Linked DNA regions of Lactuca sativa: region 2 is linked to region 1. Evidence: chromatin contacts called from public Hi-C data. All regions are on one chromosome and are shown on one strand. Each heading gives the region's core, a stretch centred on a gene start, on an enhancer-like site or on the middle of the called end of the contact. The rest is flanking DNA. Distances are from core to core; before and after follow the strand shown.

The links. A called contact is a pair of places that touch in the nucleus more often than the background predicts.
Region 2: a Hi-C map of leaf shows a contact between it and region 1, with 6 times the contacts expected there. The contact joins the promoter of LOC111884956 here to the promoter of LOC111884965 in region 1. A contact is called at or near these places in 2 of 4 Hi-C or Micro-C datasets (leaf and seed).

The regions. Positions count from the first base shown.
Region 1 is chr7:199,310,992-199,316,140 of Lsat_Salinas_v11, forward strand. LOC111884965 reads left to right here and starts at 2,706. Exons shown (of 2, transcript XM_023881273.3): 1 at 2,706-3,019; 2 at 3,611-4,383. The coding sequence starts at 2,828. The coding sequence ends at 4,150.
Region 2 is chr7:199,662,970-199,668,118 of Lsat_Salinas_v11, forward strand. LOC111884956 (nucleolar complex-associated protein 3) reads left to right here and starts at 1,988. Exons shown (of 13, transcript XM_023881259.3): 1 at 1,988-2,144; 2 at 2,664-2,863; 3 at 2,944-3,107; 4 at 3,201-3,412; 5 at 3,494-3,702; 6 at 3,795-3,897; 7 at 3,994-4,157; 8 at 4,251-4,389; 9 at 5,126-5,149. The coding sequence starts at 2,700.

The DNA of each region.
Region 1 (5,149 bases), core at 1,456-3,955:
CAATCTGGAACACGGGTGTTACATTGCAAGGGGCGAGAGAGTATGTACAGGTTCAAGCACCACCGGAAGTGAGAGGTATAAGACTTAGATATTTTTTTGGATGATCTAGTTAGTTGTAGTTGCCGCAAAAGTGTGGGAATGCTCAAGAGGGTTCTTGTAGTTCGGTTCCATCAAGATGTTCCAAACTTGGGCAAGAGAGTATTTTCACTCAGAGCCATAAATGGGGGAAATAAGGGTATGTTTTTTCATAATCAGATGGATCATGACCAAGCTGATTGTTCCACGTGATCTGGAGGGGTAATTTTGGGACCAACAACTATCGTTGTCACTAGTGTGATTTAGTTATGAGAATGATTCCTTTTGTATGATTATGATGAGTTGTTTGATGGGAATTTGTGGACGAGTTGTGTAGCTAGACCATTTATTTATAGCCAAAGAATTAGTGTTTTATTGGGTTTGTAATAGTTATTGCTTGAACACCAACAAGATGTTCTTGAAGTTGTGAAGATGGAGAGGTTATATGCCAAATTCTTCATATGCGAGTCTTGGTTGCGTGAAAGTTCGGTTCTTTGGATACCTCGTCAACCAAAATGGCATCTTGGTCGGCACAAACAAGATCAAGGAATTTATGTAGTGGGAGGTTTTGAGGTCTCCATCTGAGATTCAGAGTTTCCTTGGAGTTGGCTGATAGTTATCATAAAGGTTCATTTCTTTTGTTTTAGGCACTCTAGAAATCAAGGATGAAATATATCAGTTGGGTAGGTTCAAGATTTAGATAATTGTGGACAACAGTCGGTGGTAGTATAAACCCTAACTGGGGGAGAACCAGGTATTTTGATTAGAGGTTCATGAAACAGTTTGACTTCAGGTTTCTACGTTGTATTTTAGAAGAATATACGGTTCAAGTATGTAGGGCTATTGGTTCGGTCTTTCTTGCAGGAAGGAAAGGGTAGCAGGCTATCGTCAAAGTGCTAGGGGTTATGGAGTTTTCTTAATGAGGTTTCGTCAGTTTCGGTCGAGTTTCCTTTGGATGACAGGAAGAATTCAAGAATTGGCCAGATCGCAGGTGCAACATAGGTAGTTATCATGTTTATGTTCTCATGAAAGCGTGAATAATCCCACTAGCTTTGATATACATACATGACTCATCTTCATGTCTAGAAAATCCAAATTCTTAGATTATGGATAACTTTATTTATATTGACTTCTCAATGACATTGTAATGGTTTTTTTAACCCATGGCTTGGACTACTTTACATTTTTATTGTATGGTGGACATGGCTTTCTTATTAATCTAAATTCTTAGATCATGGATAACTTTATTTATATTGACTTATCAATGACATTGTGATGGTTTTTTAACCCATGTTTGGAGTAGTTTACATTTTTATTGTATGGTGGACATGGCTTTCTTATTGGACATTACATTATTACAATTTACAATAATATTATATTTTTGTTTGCTAATCAATAATATGATAATCAATAATATGATAAGATGTAGGGTGTTAGATATTGTACAAAGAAAAAAAATCAGTGGAAACCAATTAATAATCAAAGGTGTATCCAAAAAAAAAATAAACCTTGAATTGTACCATAAAGTGTTTCAATCCCCATTTAGAATTACACATGCCACTCACATAGTAAACTAGTTCAAAAAATTTACCTAACCCTTTTATATCACAAATTATTTAATTAACAAGAATCAAAATATTCATTCTCTATGGATGAAGTTTAAAACTCGAAAAGAAGCTTCACTCTTAACTGATATGGGTTTCTTTAGTTGAGTGAATATAAGATATTGTAATCTAGGTTCTATCACCTTACTAACTTTACTTGAACCACTTAATTCTTTCATGAAGATTTCACCATTTCTAAACCTTGGAACTCATGTTAAGCATATAATCAAGGAATATATCATAGGAGGGTCCTTTGAGCGAAGAGTTCAACAGTTCAACTAGATCAAAATATCCAACAATAAAATCACATTTGTTCCTTAAAAACAAATAATTTCTCTCATTCTTCTCTCAAGAATCATTCAGATGAAAATAAGGAAAAACATTAATACTTCTAAAAACTCACAAATGACCATCACTTATGTTTTAATCTAAAGTCACAAAAGATGGAACGACTCTTATTTTAATAACCACAACTTAAATTTTAGGTCCCATTGAGAAAACTTGAGAAAACTTGAAATATGAAAAAGTCATACCATATAGTTTAATTTCCAAGAACCCCCCCCCCCCCTCCCCCCCCCCACCCCCCCCCCCCCCCCCCTCCCAACACACACCCCACTCACCCACAAATCATTAGTCTTGATTAACATACTAAGTCTATATTACATATTAGATGTACCTCTATCAATACAAACCGGCATGCTTCAAGTAGTACATTAAATTATTTATTGTAACCCAAACTCATTTTAACCCGTTAATTAGCACGATTATTTTGTCACGTATTACATTTATTTATTATTAATTTTTTTTATTATGTTATAGGTGTTAAATGTTATATTTATAGATGATGTGTTATACTTTATTACGAAAATAAAAAACATATCTAATGTAGTTAATGGTTGGAGTAGATTTTAATATTTGATCAATAATAATAATACGAGGGAGAAGGTATTCATTAATTGCAAATTTACTAGCAATAATTATGGTCTCCTCTCTTCCACCCTCCCCTATATAGACACATGTAACGGACTACATTATTCATTCCCAAATTCAATCCCTCTCTCTCTCTCTCTCCGCCCTATCTTCAACTTCCTCCGCCCTATCTCCGCCGTATCTCTCCGACCTGTTTGTTTAGCTTCATTGGAAAAGGAATGGTCACCGACGTAACATATCTGTGTACGATAATGAATCAGCAGCAAGGAATAATGAATGATTCTAAATCAACGGCTCTTATTACTCGTGACTTGCTCGGAGGCGGTGGTGGTTGCGACCATGATTCCTCCAAGGAACTGGACCTCGACTTACATGTTCCTTCCGGATTTGAAAAACGTCTCGATTTAAAGGTGAATTATATCTACTTTACTTGTTTCAGAATTCAGACCTAATTTTACTCTACTTCAAGCTTTTTTTAAGTTCTAGCTCTCTATCTTTAATTTATCAATCGATCATTAATCATCGTTTTGTTTTGTTTTGTTAATCATGCCATTTTTGCTGATATGAATACCAATTGGAATGAATTCTGACCTAATTTAACAGAGACGATTGGTTTTCTATTTCGTGGTAATTTAAAAAAGGTATTGGTAAATGTTTCATGTGGAATGAGGAACGATCGTTTTCATTAAATTATGGATTCTAAAATTATATGAATTGTTTGTAGTCATTCATTTCTGTGCATGTATGAACAAGGTTTGAAGAGCAATTAATGATGCACTCCAATTTATTAATATAAAAACGTTTGGAAAGTGTAGTTCGTAATTAGTAGGGGCAGATTGTTAGGAATGCAACATTAATGGCAGTCATTGATGTGTACTTGTTTCTGAATTCTGATGCAGTAATAACTCTGTAGTTATCCATTTGTTGATTCCATTAATGCCAAATATACTTACTTTTTTATTCATGTAATCGATTCAAACTGATGATGAATTACTTTTCAGTCAGGGAAAGTTTATCTCCAGAGATGCAAATCACCCAACACATCTTCTTCATCATCGGATCAAAACCAGAACCACAACGATCAAACAGTATCAAAGCTTCAGGACCTCAACTTTCCTCCATCTTCAAAAAAACCATTAAACCTGTTCGATGATTCAAGCTTAGATCTCAACCTTGTCAATTTATCATCATCATCATCATCACCTCCTGCTTACAGAAGTGTTTGCACTCTTGATAAAGTCAAATTCGCACTTGAACGAGCAGAAAGAGAAACATTCAAGAAACGATCAGTTTCAATTTCAACCTCAAAGTCATGTTCATCTCCTACCTCAAATTCTTCATCCTCCATGAAAGAAACCATGATTATCGATGATGATGATGATAACGAACGATCTTCTCAGGCTTATGCTGCTGGATGCCCTAGTTGCTTGCTGTATGTGCTTATTTCACGTAGCAACCCTAGATGTCCTCGTTGCAATATGACTGTTCCTTCACCTACATCCATGAAGAAACCACGAATCGATCTTAACATCTCCATATGATATTAAGATATATGATATGAGTTAGTAATTTTACTTTAAATTTTAATTAACTAATATTCTTGTAAATGATAAAATAGAAAACAGGGGAGGGGAGAAATAGGTTTTGATTTAGTTATAAAGAAAATCAATCCTCTATGTACACATTGTGAAGGATATTTTAATTTCTTCTTTTTAAACTTTATATTTATCACCTTAAATCCTAAAAGAAAATAACTCATGATGAAATTCACATACTTTCTCTGATGAGATTCATGATTGTGATGTTAAGTTTTATTTTATTTTATTTAGTTTGTTTGGAATTATTTATGTGCTGAGCACATCAGATGATGAGTAGGAAAAGTTTGTGACATTTCATCTTACATTAATTATGGCTTTTCGTTACAGATATTTAGTAGTGGACTTTTGATAATGTTCTGGTCGTGTGAATTTAAATGATAAAAAAATGTTTTAAAATGGGAAATGTTAAATTAAAGGTGTAACCTTGAGAATAGTCAAATGGTGACGCGGGAATTAATGGAGCTGGAGATTGTATAACTGAATTTATTTGACTTTTTTTGCAGTTCGTGATGGAGATAAGATCCTTTTTTTAAGTCGATAGAAATATATTATTTTACTAAAAATCATGTTTTCACAATGGTAAAGTTTATTTGAAACAAAAGTACTTTTGTAAGAAATATTTTTTGGTATGCTTGCAACATCATTACCAAAAATACTACAATTTTTCATCCCACATTATTATGGTATGCATACAATGACCACGACTTTGTCACATAATCAACACACCAAGAACATCAGTGAGACTATACGGAGTGATCTATGAGTTGATGTGGCAACCAAGTCACTAGTAGACCATTGAAATACCATTTCTTATACCTAGTGAAGTGAGACTATACGGAGTGGTCTATGAGTTGATGTGGCAACCAAGTCACTAGTAGACCACTGAAATACCATTTCTTATACCTAGTGAGATGCAAGTGGAGTGAATTGACGTGAGTTATG
Region 2 (5,149 bases), core at 738-3,237, 350 kb after region 1:
CGCTTGTGGGATTTATAAATACAACATTGAACACTCGATTGAACATCCTTACAACTAATTTGAATTGTTACTAATTCAATGAGCAAAAAATGGATTTCACGATTCAAATTTACAACTAATTTGAGTAGTTACTAATTCAATGAGCAAAAAATGGCTTTGATATTCAGCCTCATAGCTTTTGAAAATGCAAGAATTATTCAGTTTTCTATGCATCTATACACATGATCAAGGCATCGAAAATAAAAATAAAATCCCTATATGTATATACCCTAGGATCTATGTTTTACTAATTATAGCAACCTACTTTGAAATCGAACTAAAGAAAGGTAAGAACACTAACCTCTTGATCTTTAGACCATGTAACTGACAACTCTTGCAAATGATGAAGGATCCAAAGGAGAATCCCTTTAATGTAGTCAGAACCAAGACTCTAATAAGCAAACAAGGAAAATCCCAATGAGGAATAAGTCGAAATTTCTATATCCTAAGAGAGAGGATATAAATTTTGACCTCATGGAGATATAGGATAGAAGGTGAACGGAAATTAGGAGTTAGGATGCCCTTGGGTTTGATCCTAAGCCTTTTATTTATAGGCTCCAGTTAAATCATTAAGCCAGTCAGATTCCTAAGGATAATCCTTATCCTTATCAAAACCCATCATATAAAAGAATATATATCCTTAATTCCATTCCATCTTCTTCAAAGAGGCTTCTAGAATATTCTAATTAATCTTTAGAACTAATTAATATTCAAGCCTTTTAATTAATTAAATCCTTTTAGCTAATTACGAAAATAATTCTCTTTTAATTTATTAATTACTTAATAAATTAATAACTTTTTTTTTCATTTCCTTATTGCTAATTGTGTCATGAGGTCAACCAAAAAGGAGATAATTATTATTTAGAAATATTACCAATAGTTAATGACTTTGGACATTATCTCCAATGAAAATATATACCAAACCTAACACAATGAAACTCAAACCACCACTAAGCATGCATATAACCAAGAATTTCATAATTGACCCATTAATATGAAAGATTGCAACATAAACATAGTCGCACAAACAGTCAAATTGAGAAATGATATGCAGAGAAATTGAGAAATAATACCTTAACTTAAAGAAATTATCTGGATCATAAATGCTTGTTCCTCTAAGAACTGCAAACTGAGTAGATTTATTTGAAAATTAAAACCCAAAGCGAAATATACAAACAAATGATTACTGGTACAAATAATCACAAAGCAAAAGATAAATCCAACAACAAGAAGCTCCAATTTCATAAAATGTATAAAACAATTAAATGTAATAAATGGCAACAAAAAACAATTCCATCAACTCATATTCAATCAACGATACACAATCCTATAAAAAAAGTTAAAATAATCAAGCCAATGATTTTACTCCACAACTAAGATATGCCATCTTTAATATCAGATTCCTCCTAAAACAGATAAAAACGTGTTTATCCTTTTGCATAGTAACGTCAAATATGAAACAATCATTCTAAAATATAATCAAAATTTCTTATGTTTGGAGGAAGTGATGGAGTGTAGTAATAAAACAACAATTTTATAAATTGAAATATTTGAAGTTTCACATGAAAGAGGGGAAATTCATTGAATATCTTGAGAATGAGATATTATATGTAATATTAAAAAGACGCAATCAATATTCATTAAAAAATCTCAAACACTTGTTATCAAATACTATTTAATAAATTTCATCATTTATAAGGATTATACATTTATACTTATTGAAACATTAATTTAATATCCGACCTTCATATCTATTGCAAAAGGTTGGATGTTTAAGCCCAAAATGAGAGATCATATTGTCCACTTCATTCGTTAAGTATTTAAAAATTTACAAGTTTTTAAACGCTCTACTAAAAACAAAGTCCAATATAATCTCTATAATCATATTTGACAGAAAAAAGAAAATTTTGGCCCGAACCATATAAAAGTTTGTTGTTTGGATCCATAACCAAATCGATGGACCCACCCAGCATCAAAATTTGGCCCATTGGACTTTACATGTGTATATTAGGTTAACGTATTTATTATTGTTAGTTTTTGGATTTGGGGGTTTTGCTTAAACCCCAATTCCGATTCTTCCGTCGAGGAACCCCCGCCATTAACAGGTACGTCTTCATTTCTTCGCTACAGCTACTCACGAAACGCACCGAAAAGATTTCAGAACTTCGATTTGATACGAGAACTCGGTTGGTTTTCATGCTTTGGGTTTACTACTACAAACTGTACCATTTTATGATTAAGTTTGGGTGTTTGTATGATTGCTTATGTTTGAGTTTTGTTATTGTTTCGTGATTATTCTTCAATTAATCTGTTCGTTATGTTTATATGCTGAATAATGGTTACGAAACAATTAGTTACCCAGCTGTTCTTTGTCAACTCAATTAGTGTATTTCCTTAAGCTCAGTTAAGGAAAAGGACAATATTTGTTTAGATTACTCTTATGCTTGGTGTTATTTCGACGAATCTTCAACATGTAATTGATAACCAACCACATTGAACTTTATAGGTATTATATGCAACATTTGCATCTTTATTACAGCTGTTTTAAAACTGTAACCAATTTCAGTGAGGCTACATGAAACTGAAACTGAAACTGAAACTAGTATGCTGATTCTTTTGTGAAGGACTATTAAGACAACAATTTAACGCCATATCAAATAATGGGGAAGAAGAAACAGAAACAGAAAGTGGTGCTACCACCAGAGCTTCCACCAGATGTGCCTGAGGATGAAATTGAAGTCTCAGATGAGGACTTAGATTTTGTCAATAAAAACCAAGAGTATGCTGGCTTTGTATCAAAACTGGATACCCAGTCAATTACTAGGTGAATAACTAAACACGTTCAGTCTTTATGCTTTCATAACATGTGCTCATTGTTTCATTTAATAATTTTATTCATTATAGACATATCAATCGTGTTGCTGATGTGAAAGAAGATGCTCTTGAGTCTTTGTATGAAAAACGATCGAGGAAAAAGTCATTAGCTACTGACAATACACAACTTGAAGTTGATCCTGTAGATGCTCTCCCAGTTAAGACCTTAGATGGAGAAGTCTATTACAGAAAAGGTAACTGGAAGTCTGGATCTTAGCATTGCTTTTACACATTGGTAAATTAAGAATCAAGATTTTTAGACTTTTCTGTTTCACATTTTTATGTAGTGTCAAAGGGCCCAAATAATTTTAAGAATGCACAAATCGAGGATGAAACTGTGGGTGAAAATGATGATATAGCCCATGACAATGGTGTTATGAAGTTGACAAAAGCAGAAAAAAGGGCGAAACTTAAAAAGTCGAGGAAAGAGGCAAAGAAACAAGGGACACCAGTAACAGAAGTGGAGGAAGTGCAACAAACCTCTCAAGCTGAAGTTTTGGTAACTTAATTTGCTATAAATTGTTTCTCTTGTTTCAACCCTTCAATCATGTAACTATTTTATATATATTTTATTATCTAGGCTGAGGTGGAAAAAGATCTCTCAGTTGAAGAATCCAATGAGAAGAAGAAATTTAGGCTTGCTGAGCTTGGAACATCAATGCTCACAGATCCTGAAGGCAATATAAAATCTTTAAAAGAAATGCTGCAATTATGTAAAGATGGAGATCCAGCTATATCAATACTAGGTCTAAAATCTTTGCTAGCTGTTTTCAAAGACATCATCCCTGGGTATATAATATATTTATTTATAAATTTATAAATGCTATTAGCTTGTATTAATGTTATTTTAATCTCTAACTATCTATCATTGTGGAAAACAGAAACCGAATTAGGCTACCTACTGATAAAGAGCTAGCAATGGTTGTGTCAAAGGATGTCAAGAAAACCCGTTTCTATGAATCCACACTTCTAACTGTGTACAAGGTTTGATTTTGAGTTTTTGATACACATTGTTTTTAGCTATTTATGGTTATTAACCTATTATAAATAATAATGTTTTATTTGGTTGAATATCAATAGGCATACCTTCAAAAGTTAATGGGATTAGAAAAAGTAGCTGGTTTTAAACGTGTAGCCATTCGTTGCATTTGTACACTTTTGGAGGCAAACCCACGTTTCAATTTTTGTGAAAGTTTGTTGGGAATTGTTATGAAGAATATAAGCTCCACAGATGATGTCATAAGGTTTTTTACTTTGACTTTTTATGTTGTTTTTTGTATTTCCGTTATTACCCTTTTTCTTTTGGCTCATCAAAATGGTACTACACATGTGAACAGAAAACTGTGTTGCAACACAATTAAGTCACTTTTCACAAATGAGGGAAAACATGGTGGTGAAGTTACCGTGGAGGCTGTTCAACTTATTGCTAATCTTGTAAAAGCCCATGATTGTGATTTACATCCTGATTCTGTTGAGGTAATTATTCATGTGCTTGCTTCTATATATATTTTATAGATCTTATAGTAAATTACAAGTTTGGTCCTCTTCCTTTACTCAAAATCGCAAGTTTGGTCCATTTTTTGAAATGTTCCTGAAGCTGTCCTTATGTTTGCATTTTGTTGAGGATTTAGTCTCTCTGACAAAGAAATGCTAGTCTTAAATGAAAGACTAAATTACATTTCTGGTCCCTAAGTATAGCTGATTTTAAAAATTTTGGTCCTGGAAAGTGTTCTTTTTCAATTTTGGTTCTTATTTGAAGTTCGTGCGATGTTTTTGATCTGTGTTTTCACTAAATGACTATATTTGGTCCCTGAGTATTGCTGATTTCTGCAAATTTGGTCCCCAAAATACAGTCATTTAACTTGGAACACGGGCCAAAACGTTACAAAACCTCAAATAAGAACAAAAATTGTTAAGAGAAAATTTTTTGGGACCAAAATTGAAAAATCAGCTAAACTCAGGGACCTAAAATTAATTTACTCCAAAAGAAATAATTTGGACCGAACCCACGATTTTCAATAAAGCACATGGACCAAATACGCAAAGGATTTCAAAATTATGACTTGTTGGGAAACTTCCAAAAAGGGGGACCTAATTTTCAACTTTGAGTGAAGAACAGGGACTAAACCTGTAGTTTACTCTAATTCTTATGTTTTAGGAGTTTCAAACTTTGTGAGACGTTACTGATTGGATTTTATTTTTTTGTATGCAGGTTTTCTTGTCCCTCTCGTTTGAT